Linked DNA regions of Sus scrofa: region 1 is linked to region 2. Evidence: chromatin contacts called from public Hi-C data. All regions are on one chromosome and are shown on one strand. The core of a region is the stretch at or near the end of the contact, and the rest is flanking DNA. Distances in the headings are between cores, read along the strand shown.

Region 1 (5,717 bases), core at 1,870-4,369, 270 kb after region 2:
TGGTGCAGGTTGGCAGCTACAGCTCCAATACGACCCTTAGCCTGGGAACCTCCATATGTTGCAGGTGCGGCCCTGGAAAAGACCAAAAAAAAAAAGAGCTGAGATAGTGTATGTGAAAAAGCACAATGCCCAATACACAGCAAGGCCTCCTTAAACATTAGTTAAACCAGAACCTTCAGAGTTCCCAGAGTTTAACCCAATTTCCTGCTCACAGTAGGTGCTCAGTAAACATTTGTTCGGACTGTTGGATATTTTGAATATATGGCAGGACTGTACTCACCGACCTTTCCTCTTAAGTTCAATTCTCGTTCTAAAGCCCAGCCCCAGCCAGTCCTCATGGGTCCATTTTCCGTATAACCGTGATCTTGATACCAAGCTGCCAACTCATAAAAATCCATGGAGGGCCTCCAGTGTCCCAGAGTTGTATCCCCACCTACAGCACCTCAGAATGGCAGTCTCTGTGCCAGCAGCTTGGACTGATGTCCTGCCAGGCTCTGTACTGGGAGGACATCTTAGCACATGTGCGAGGTGTTGGAGACGGTGGCAGTTGCCTGGGGACAGAGTGCACTGAAGTAGCAGTTGAAGAGTAAGCTATCCCACCAGGCTGAGGCAGCCACGACCTCCAGAATAAGTACATTCCATTCCCACCCTGGGACACTCCAGGCCCTGTTGCTGATTTCAGTGCGATTCAAGGCCAGCTGGTGCCAACCCAGCATGGAAGCGGGGACATTTCTTCTGCACACGTTTGGTGAGGTTAGGGGAACCCGGTCATGAGGTGAAAGATGAGTTCTGTTCCAAGTCTTCTCAGCGTGTGTGGGTGTTTCTCTGTCTCTTTCTCTTTGTGTGTGCGTGTGTGTGTGTCTGTGTGTGTGTGTGTGTGTGTGTGTGTGTGTGAGGGAGAGATTCTCTCAGTGGATTCTGGCCACAGATTCTTGCCTGGGAATTCCACACCCATGAGATGTATGAATCTTGAGACCTCTTTTATTTTCTATTTTTTAGGGCCGCACCTGCAGCGTGTGGAAGTTCCCAGGCTAGGGGTCAAACCAGAGCTGTAGCTGCCAGCCTACATCACAGCCACAGGAATGCAGGAATCGAGCTGCGTCTGTGGCCTACACCACAGCTCATGGCAACACCAGATCCTTAATCCACCGAGTGAGGCCAGGGATCAAACAAACCCACATCCTCATGGATATTAACTGGGTTCGTTACCACTGAGCCACAATGGGAATTCCATCTTGAGACCTCTTTGCTGATAAATACTCATCGAGTGCTCCCTTTGTGCAAATGTTTCTGTTAAGGTCTCAGCAAGAAGCAGATAACACATTTGAAACAGGCTAATTTGAGGAGGGTTTATTTGCAATGAGACTTTGGCCAAGATGTGGGCGTGGGAACCACGGGGATGGAGCAGTAATCTTGGCTCAGCAGCAGTCGTGGTGTTATCAGCTGCATGTCCCGGGCACCATGGGAAGAAGCTGTCACTGTAAGCTGGAAGGGAGAGCAGGGAGCAGTGGCCTTCAGCTGAGGGCACTAGCCGACTGGAGGTGACCTTGCCGACAAGGATCCAGGGGAATACTTGCCTTCAGTGACATTTCTCTTTCCCTCCAGTTCTCTGTGGGGTTCCCTGCTGGCCAAATACACCAGAAGCCAGAGGCACAGGAACCAGCTCAGCTTCCTGGGGCCGCCGGCAGGCTGGAGGACCATCTGGAGCCAGTGAGAGTCCCTGGAGGGGCAAATGTGAGTCACCAGGCACATCGCCGCACTGTCCAAGGGGAAGTGTGATTCCAGGTTTTGTGAGGACTGAAGTCATGCAATTTGGGGGGGGGTCCACTTTAAGAAAATCGTACAAAAGTACCTTACCTTGGCAAACAACACCCCCCTCCCTCTAAAACTCCCTCTAACAGAAGGCTTTGGAAGAGACCTTGCTTAAGCTTCTCTAGTTTCTCTGTAAAGCTCCCTCTGCCTATGGCTTTGGTGATTTTGACCTAGAACAGTATCCTGGTCCAAGATAAGCTCACAGTCTCATGGGTGATGGAGGCTGAGACAATTGATTATAAAGCAAACTGTGGCATAAGGGAATTACAGATGGAATACTACAGAAGGTTAGGTAGGCACTGAAATAGGTTCGACAGACAGGTGGAATTTAGAGTCATGGCTAGGAGCGGACAGAATTATATTTATACTGTCTACTCTTTATTGAGCATCTACTACATAAAAAGGACTGTCTCGAGACTATCTCCTTTAGTCCTGACAGAAACAGGAAACTGAGACTCATAGAGGTTAAGTAATCTAGGTTATAAAGATACAGAGTGGAAGAGCAAGGATTTGATCTGCAAGCTGTTTGCTTCCAGAGCCAGAACATGGTATACAGAGCCAGGCTGCTGTGGGAGGAGCCTGCAGTGTGTGGATCCTCAGGTGGAAAAACGCAAACGCCAGTAGGCAGAGGAGGAACTGGGCCAAACCGGAACATAGGGCTGCTTTTACGTCCAACTCTTTGTCAACACATTTATTTATTTGCTTCTCTGTGACATTTATTTTTAAAAATATTTTATTAGAGTATAGTTGCCTTACAATGTTGTGTTAGGTGTATAGCAAAGTGAATCAGTCATACATGTAAATATACCTTTTCTTTTTTCCCCATATAGGTGATTCCTGCGGTATACAATAAACTGTCAGAATGTGTGTGATACTTACACTCCCAATTCTTCCCTCTGCCCAACCGTACACCTACGGTAACCTTAAGGTTGAATTTTTTTTTTTTTTTAACCAACATATTGGTTAAAAAAGCTACTGAGAATACTGGCAATATTTATTTCAGTTCTTAAGGCATTGCCAGGTACAGCATTCAACCAGAAAGATGGACTTAGAGGCGCTATACCACATTTCCCAGGTGCCCACGGGGCAAGAGGGACCGAGATCTTGCTTTGCCCGTAAAACACTACACTTCCCAGCATGCACTGGGTGCGCCGGTCCGCGGCTCCCGCCATGCCCGCGGAGGCGGAGAAGGCCGGCATAGGCTCCGCCCCGCTCGCGCGTTCCCACTCGCCCCGCCTCTCCCGCTCACCCGAGCCAATGAGAAGGCTCCATACTGCGGAGTGTGACGGGGCCGGCGCCTCAACTGAGTTGCAAGTCGGCGAAAGCGGCGGGAAGTTCGTACTGGGCAGAAGGCGACCGGTCTGCGGTTCCGGGTAGGGTAGCCGCGCGCGGAGCTGAGCAAGAGTGCCGGCGCCGAGCGGGGGCCGCGGAGAGGCTGTCGGCGGCCGGGCCGGCGCGGGGCGGCAGGGCAGCCGGGACCTCGGGAGGCGCCGGCGTCCTCTCTCGCCGGGTTTCCCTCAGGCCCCGCTGCGGCCCCGGGCTCCCTGCACCGGCCGGGCGGGTCCCCAAGGCTCCGTTGCCGGTTCTGAACGGCGTGTAGGCGGGTCAGACTTGCACGGCATCCTGGGCGCTCAGGCCGGGTCTGGGAGATGGCTTCTGTAGGCCAGATTGGATCAGCGGCGTCCCTCCGCGGTCTTGGAACTCACGTTCTGCAGGGGAAGCAGAATAGAAGCCAAACTGACCATTTGCAGAAGCGAGAGCTCTCTGAAAACGGGGACAGGCGTCTGTGGGCGGGAGTGATGGGCGGGGGTGGGGTGAGGAGGGCATCTCGGGAGGCGACGTTGGCCTGGAGACCTGAGATAGGGGCAGGAGCCTGCTCGCCCGGGGCTGGCGTTCCAGGCCTGGGCGCCTTTCTTAGCTGTCAAGGTCCGGCTGAGGCCCGGTGAGAGCGGCCCTTGCGGCAGGTTCAAGGCGTTCGAGCTCCGGTGGCGGAATTTTACAAGGGATTTTCGCGTGCCCCTGACAGCTGTTTTTTGTCCCGTCTTCGTAGCTGCAGGGTGGCACCTTTTGCTGATGCTGCTGTATTCGCGGGCGACAGATAGTTTTTCCTACCGTCGGAATAATTTTTGGCTCTGGTCTCAAAACTCTTAGGTGCTTTATTTAAATTCGACAAACGCACCAGGGTTTCCGGGTTGAGAGGGAAATGTGGTAGACCCTAGGTTTCAGTTAAGTCCACTCATTTTTTAACTTTTCTGTCAAGTCACCCCTCCCCCCGTTTTTTTTTTTTTCTTCTCTTCTTGCTATGTATTGACTCGTCCTTTCCCTCCCCCATCTCTCCTTGAAACAGTTTGGAGATACCAGTTTTGCTCTTGGGAAGGTGGTGGTTTTAAGAAACTGTTGAAGGGCCTCATTCATTATTATTTTTTTCTTTTCTTTTTTTTTTTCAACTAGAATTGCCCATCCGTTAAGCTGTAATTTACAAGATTAAAAGAAAATGTATGGCAGCATTATTTTTAAGCGTTCAGAATAAAGGCATCTTGCTTTTCATGACTTTGGAAGTGTGATGCTTTTGGGGAGGATTTAATGTACAATTTTAAAGTAGTTTCAGAGGGAGGCAAGGGTTTTTTGTATAATCATCTTATTCAGGTTATGTCTGTGCTGTCCAAAATGGCATATAGTAATTGGAATTACATTTACAGGTAGTTAAGGTCAGGTCATCCTCTGATATAGCAAGTTGTCACTTAACACTGGCTTTCTCTGCCGAAGCCGCCGTGGGTGCTGTTCTCTGTGCATCTCAGCGTTGCTGATCAGATTCTGGGTTAATGCAGTAACAACTTGAATTTGATGGCAGTAACTTGTGTTCAGCATTACTGTCCATTTAGTGCTGCTATCTACAACAGATGAGATTTAGAGTGTAAGGGCTTCTTAATGTTCAGTGTTGCAGAAATTGTGAGAGGATATTTGGTCAACAAATGAGAAAGCGGAGAAATGTGTCAAGCACAGAACCTGACATACAGTAAGTTCGTAAGTGCCCAGGAAATGGTTATATGGAAAGCTTATGCCGAGTCTTATTCCAGGATGCAAATGTATATTTTACAAATAACAGTCATGCATTCAAAATGTTGACAGACCCTAAAATTAACTTTCTTAAATAGGCCAGCTTTTTTTTTTAAATTGAGAACTAATGTGAAATAATAGTAAATAGGTAAGTGAAAGTCCCAGATGTCTAGGAAAGAAAAAAGATTTTTCTTGGACAGCTGTATGTATGTTTTTCCTTAAAGCCTTCCCTAGTAAGTTATGATGTGCTATAAGAAGAATTTTGATTTAAAAAGTAGAACTTTGAAAGTATTTTTGATTTGATAAATAGAACTTACTGGAAATGGGGCAGAGCTTAAACATTTACCTTATATATAACAAGTGAGGAAGGATGGTTCCTAGATTTACGCGAACAGTGCACATGCCGATATCTCCATGTAGCGGACAGGAACCCAAGGGAAGTTGAGTGCTGCCTCTTTGTGTGCGGTGCTGAGGCTTTCGTGGAAATTGGTCTTGATGGGTTGTGAGAATGGAAGGGTAACTGGATAGGACTGGAGAATATATTTCAGACTGGTAGGATATTTTGCAAGCTTGTCTGGGTTATTTTTCAGAGGGAGCAGCAGTGGACTCACATAATCACCAGATGTCTATGTCGGGAACCGTGCTGGGTGCAGAGTCTGTTCTTGCCATTGTAGTGTTTTGTTGAAGCAAGATTTCTTTTACACTGATAGAGGTCATTTCTTGTCGGCTTTGGCTACTTAGCACCCAGCACACAAGTAGTCAACTGTGTCTGGCACATTTGAAAAACTACACTCTTAGTGATAACATGGAATTTTTAGTAAGGGTGTACGATTAATTTAGAAAGGTGA
Region 2 (6,493 bases), core at 2,794-5,293:
TCAGAAAGGCTTCAGGTCTCAGGTCAAAGGTTCGCTCCTCTGAGAGTCCTAGTCTGACCACCCTATCTAAAGTTGAACTGTCTCCTGATTTATGTTATTCATGGTACTTATTACAATTTATAATTCCCTTATCTGTTCATGTGCTTTTTCAAAAATGTATTTTATTGTAGTTGATTTACATTATTAGTTTCTGGTGTATAGCAAAGCGATTCAGTTTTATATATAATATATATACATGTGTACGTATTTGTGTGCGTGTGTGTATGTATATATTCTTTTTCATATTCTTTCCATTACGGTTTATCACAGGATACTGAATACTGAATACTGTGTTATACAGTAGGAACTTGCTGTTTATCCATTTTGTATGTCATAGTTTGCATCTGCTAATCCCAAACTCCCAGTCTATCCCTGCCCTACTTCTCCTCCCCCATGGCAACAGCAAGTCTGTTCCTTGTCTGTGAGTCTGTTTCTGTTTCATAGATAAATTAGTGTCATATTTCATATTCCACACACGAGTGATATCATATGGTATTTGCCTTTCTCGTTCTGACTTACTTCATTTAGTATGCTAATCTTTACGTCCATCCATGTTGCTTCAAATGGCATTATGTCGTTCTTTATGACTGAATAGTATTCCATTGTGTGTGTGTGTGTGTGTGTGTGTGTGTGTGTGTACACACACATATATATATAGTATATATATTTAGTGTATATATATATATATATATATATATATATAGTATATGTACTACAGCTATACAGTATAGCTCAGGCCAGGGAGTCAGATCTGAGCCACACCTGTGGCAACCCTGGATCCTTTAACCCACGGTGCCAGGCTGGGGATCACACCTGTGTCCTGGTGCTATAGAGACGCTGCCTTTCCAGCGTGGTATAGGCCACATTGGGAACGCCTATACCTCAGCTTCTTTATCTTTTCATCAGTGATGGACGCTTAGGTTGCTTCCATATCTTGGCTACTGCAAATAATGCTATGGACACTGGGGTGCATATATCTTTTGGATTTAGTTTTGTCTGGATCTATGCCCAGGAGTGGGCTTGCTTGTTCATGTGTTTTATCTGCTCCCAAAACAGTAGAAGGTAAGAACTAAGTGGGACACTGATCTTAGTATTTTTCACAGTGGAAAGTCACCGTAGCTTCGCAGTGTGATGGTGCACGGCAGGCAGGCAGTGATGGCGGTAATAATGTGTCCTCATCATCTGCCTCTCACTTCACTTTCTAGCTTCATTTCCATCATTCCCCACAACGGACTTTGTAGTTGCTACTTCAAAAGTTTCCCTTTCTTGGGAGTTCCCATTGTGGCTCAGCAGAAACACATCTGACTAGCATCCAAGAGGTCACAGGTTCGATCCCCAGCCTTGCTCAGAGGGTTAAGGACCCCGAGTTGCCATGAGCTGTGGTGTAGGTGACAGCTGCAGCTCAGATCCCACATTGCTATGGCTGTGGTGTAGGCAGGCAACTATAGCTCCAATTCGATCCCTAGCCTGGGAACCTCCATATGCCATGGGCGTGGCCCTCAAAAGAAAAAAGTTTCCCTTTCTCCAAATGAACTTTGAATTATTTGGGAGTTCCCTGGTGCCTTGTGTTTAAGCCTCCAACACTGGCACTGCTGTGGTGTGGGTTTGATCCCTGGCCTGGGATCTTTCACATGCCATAAGTGCAGCCACAAAATAAATAAACAAATAAAATTACATGCACTTTTTCTTCCCCTGCCATGCCAGGGACAGGATGGATAACCTGCTGAGCCACACGAGAACTCCCAGCTTTTCTCTCTTCAATTGTGTCTTCTACATGACATGCTCTTCCTCCTCCTCCTGTCCTAGCTTTTCTATCAGGACTTTTTTTTTTTTTTTGGCGTACCTGTGGTATGTGGAAGTTTCCTGGCTACGAAAAGAACATGCCAACAGCAGCAACCCGAGCTGCTATAGTGAAAACACATATTCACCATATTTACCAAGTAACATGGTATTAGCACATTCTAGGTACTAAATAAATATTCTTTGGTTGTGCTGTCTTCCTGCCTCACTCTATGGAAGGCAGAAACAAAAATGGTGCAACTGAAGATGGAAAGCGTGGAGGTTTAACATGCATCTTGTCCTCACTGCCTGCTGAGACACCAGGCAGAGGACAGTTATAAGCTCAAGAAGTTCCCTCTCTTTAATTCATAAAGTACATCATCAGTACCTGTCTTTATGAGCAATTTTTAAATACATGTATATATATATTGATTTTTAGGGTCACGCCTGCAGCACATGTAAGTTCCCAGGCTAGGGGGGCGAGTTGTAGCTACAGGCCTATGCCACAGCCACAGCAATGCGGGATCTGAGCTGCATCTGCCACCTACACTATACCTCATCCAACACCAGATCCCTGACCCACCAAGCAAGGCCAGGGATCGAACCTACATCCTTATGGATACTAGTCAGATTCATCTCCGCTGCTCCACAAGGGGAACTCCCAGGACCTGGCCTTAATATTTTGATATAACAGGATCTCAGATTTTCAATTTTTTTTTTTTTTTTTTTTTTTGCTTTTTTAGGGCTGCACCCAAGGCATATGGAGGTTCCCAGGCTAGGGCTTGAATCAGAGCTGCAGCTGACAGCCACAGCCACAGTAATGCCAGATCTGAACCAAGTCTATGACCTACACCACACAGCTCATGGCAACGCCAGATCCTTAACCCACTGAGCAAGGCCAGGGATCAAACCTGCAACCTCATGGTTCCTAGTCAGATTTGGTTCCGCTGCACCACGATGAGAACTCCAAGATGTTCAAAATTTTAAGGTCAGGTCTACCACTGGGCCCCCAACTAAAGCCACCTTGATGACAAGAGGGTAAAGGAATAAATAGAATTGAGAATCAAACACGTCTGTCTCTAGATCATTGCCGTTTAATAGAAACGAGCGCCACATATATAATTCAAATTTTTCTAGTAGCCACACGTTGAAAAGCAAAAACAGGAAAAACTGTCATATTTTCTACAATGCAATAATTATAAAAACACAATATAAAAAATTGTCAGGTTTTTCACATTCTTTTGTTCATACTAAGATCTCTGAAATCCGTGTGTAATTTATACTCACAGCACATCTTAAACGGACTAGCGTCATCTCAAGTGCTCAAAAGACACATGTGGCTACCCTCCTGGACAATTCGGGTTTAGTGCCCATGCTCTTCCCACTGACAGAGCCTTTAGAAGGCTAGTCCCACTAGATAGCAGTGAAAACAGGGAAATCCTTTGTCAAACAGGATTCCTGAGGATGTACAAATGCATAGTGATATAAAGAATTCAGAACTTTCCTTTGTTTGATTCCTTCCCTCCCCGCCATCAACCTTCTTTGTGACACTTTGGAACGCTTCCTAAATTCGAAAAAGTAAGGAATGTCAGAGTCAAGTCTGTCTCAGGCACTCTTTATCAAACTTCTGCTGGAGGTGGGGAGGAAACTCCCAGATCCCACCCCAGGGCTAGAAAGAGCTACCAAACACCTCTGGGAAACTACCAGCGAAAGGGCCTTGGCTAAAATCCCAAGGATCACTGCTGTCTCGGCTTCCATTGAATGACAGCTTTATCAGTGAGTTCCAGTGCACCAACAGTTACAGAGATAAAATTAGCTCTTGTTCCCGAATCCTCTGTCCTCAGAGTACTACTCATTCAACAGATATTTCCTGAGAGCCTGCGTACATATCGGTGGACAGAAAAGCTCCAAAGTTCCGGGTAGGGGGAACCGAATCCAGTGGAATAGGAGGGAGTCGCAGTAACATCCCTGCGCCCTCTGTCCCCGGCTGTGCCAAGCACCCACCCCTCTTGCATTACAGCATTAAAGAGGTGCCACTGCCCTCGGAAGCAAGCATAACTCTCACTTTGCAGACAAGTACAAAGCGGATGAGTAGTTTGTTACAACCCAAGTGGCCCTGTCCTGAGCCTCGCGCTCGGCGGGCACCTCTCGGGGGCACGCGTGGGCGCCTCGATCTCCTCCAAGAGCCTCAGCCGACGCCGCCCGAGGGACAGCGCAGCCGCCGCGACCCCGGGCGGCGAGAACGGCCGGACCTCACAAGGCGCCGGAAGCGGCGCCTCTCTGGGCTCTCCCTCGCGCCGTCCATGCGCATCGCCCCCGTGGGCGACGACAGCGGTCCGACTCGAGCGACGCCCCGCCGCCGGGAGGGTTCCGCACCGCTTCCACCGCTCCCTGACACCGCCAAGGAAGCCGACAGGATTGGGGCGTAAATCGCCAGAGCGCCGGCCGGCGCGGGAACTACCTTTCCCGTGGGGCTTCGCGGCGGCGGGCCGCTGTTGCGCAGGCGCACGCACGGCGTGCGTGGCGGCGTCAGCGGTTCTAGAACGTTGCTGTGGTAGCGCTCGGGCGCCATGTTAGGACGAAGGGGAAGGAGGAGAAGCGCTTAAAGCGGCGGGAGCGGGTGCGGGAGTGGGGTTGGACCCAGGGCTGAGGCAGGCCCCCCCTCCCTCCCGCCTCAGTGGATCATGCCCAGGGCGGCAGCGGCGGCGGTTGCGGGGGGGAAGTGACTGGGCGGTGCCGGCGCAGGAGACGATGCCGTTGTAAGTGATTTGTATTCTGTTTTCTCTCGCACGCCGGCGGGGCCCGGGGGGCGTCAGGGGAGGGGGAGGGGGCGCGCGAGCCGGGCCCTCGCCCCGTGGGGGAGGCAGGCGGGACTGGGGCTCTTCCTGTTTCCTTTCCTGCTCGCCGCCGCACTTCCCCTTCTGCTCGGTTCCCGCTTCCCCCCACCCCTTCCTGGCTTCGGCGGCCGTCGGGCCGGGGGCTTTCCTCTTCCGGAAGGGCCGGAGGCACCTCCAACGCTGCTGCTCCCACTTCTCCGCTAAAAGGAAGGGGGTAAAAAACCCCCAGTGTCGGGGAGGAAGGCCCTGCTCCTCGCGGGGTCTGCATGCGCGGCGGGCTCGCCCCCCGGAGCCTCTCCGGCCCAATTCTCTGCCTGTGTTCCCGGCCTGCGTTTCCCGTTTCCAAGGTGCCTACATCGTGCGCCGCTGTTAATCCACTTCCACGTCTGAGCTTGATGAGCACTAGTTAAAAACCCAATTTTGAGCGTTGAGTCCCACGGTTTGAATTCCTCCCCCGCCCCAGTCCCCCACTCCCTGGCTTTTCAGCCGTCGGGAAAGGGGCACTTTCCAGGGTGCCCCCTCGAAAGGCGTTGCAATTACGACTTGCTCTCCCTATTTTGTTTTCATAGGGTAGCCGGATATCATCCTGCTTCCTCCTCTATCGAGTGGTACTTTGTGTTTTTCTGATTGTGCACTGAAAGCTAGTCCAGCTATGTCTTCTAATCTCACTAGGCCTACATTTATACTTTCTTTCCCTTGTAGGGTCTTTAAAAAGTTTTCTTTTTTCCTCTCAGAGAACGGGATGTAATGTGAGAACTCATTGTTGGGATGGAAAGATTACAGTCTTTTTTTTCCTGCGTTTATACGGCAGCGTAGAGGCCTGAATAGTGAGACTGCATTTCTTCCGTGTTTGAGGATTCACGTGTAAGAGATGAGGGGTCGAGTTCTCTTCTTTGTAGCCCCAAAACGAAGCATGAATTCATCCTTGACGTTTTACTTAAATGCAGAATAAAGATTTTATGGTTTCTAGACACCTAGTGTAGCACCTAAGCCTTTTTTTTTTTTTAAGTAAAAACTTCTTTTCTGCAAATAGCGCTGATCGTACAGTTTTACTTGTGTGTGTGTGTATGTGGGTGTACGTCTCTCTTTACAGGTGAGGCTCTTTGATACAGATTTTAAAGACATCTGTCACTTTTTACATGATGTTTTAAAAAGGAATTTCATGCTCCTTCCTCCCCCCCCCGTCATTTTTTGAGAGGCATATCAACAGATTATTTCTGTAATGAGAATATTTGTTAGTTTCAATTAAACATACCGAGAAAGTCGTAATCTGCAAGGTCGCTGTTTATTGATTTATTTTATGGAACGATAAAAAATTTACTAGAGAACTGAATCTGAGCAAGATTTTTGTGGCGTTTTTCAATTCAGCAATTAAAGCTAAAGTGACATTTAACACAGAAGTCACATTTTATTGCTTTTTGAAAAGGGACTTTTTTTCTGATAATCATGTCACTATTAAAAATTGATCAGTAGCAGGAATGTATGCCTTAAAAAGCTTTAATGAAGAAATAACTTGTATCTTACAAGAAATTAAATGTACTTTGATACCTACTTTTCCCCAGCATTCTTTGGGGAAGGGAGGTATTCATTTCCTTTAGAAACCTGAGTGTTTCAAATTCTTTGGAAGTTAGTTCAAATGTTTAAGATGGAAGACAAAGTGAAGACAGAAGGTTTTCACACAGGGATATTGCCTGTCTACTGTATTTCTTGAAATGTGAACAACATGGCCAGTTTTTCATTGGCTGTCCTTATTTTTAACTGTAAGTGTATTACAGTACTTTTTAATTTAATTTTTACTTGATATTGGAGTATAGTTGATTTACAGTGTTGTATTAGTT

What was found. Hi-C and Micro-C count contacts between places; a contact is called where the count stands out from the background.
Region 1: a Hi-C map of liver shows a contact between it and region 2, with 3 times the contacts expected there. The contact joins the promoter of VRK1 here to the promoter of PAPOLA in region 2. A contact is called at or near these places in 2 of 47 Hi-C or Micro-C datasets (epiblast stem cells and liver).

Annotation. Positions count from the first base shown.
Region 1 is chr7:117,939,865-117,945,581 of Sscrofa11.1, forward strand. It overlaps VRK1 (vaccinia related kinase 1), which reads left to right and starts at 3,120. Exons shown (of 13, transcript NM_001243688.1): 1 at 3,120-3,185.
Region 2 is chr7:117,672,040-117,678,532 of Sscrofa11.1, forward strand. It overlaps PAPOLA (poly(A) polymerase alpha), which reads left to right and starts at 4,044. Exons shown (of 21, transcript XM_021099683.1): 1 at 4,044-4,577. The coding sequence starts at 4,570.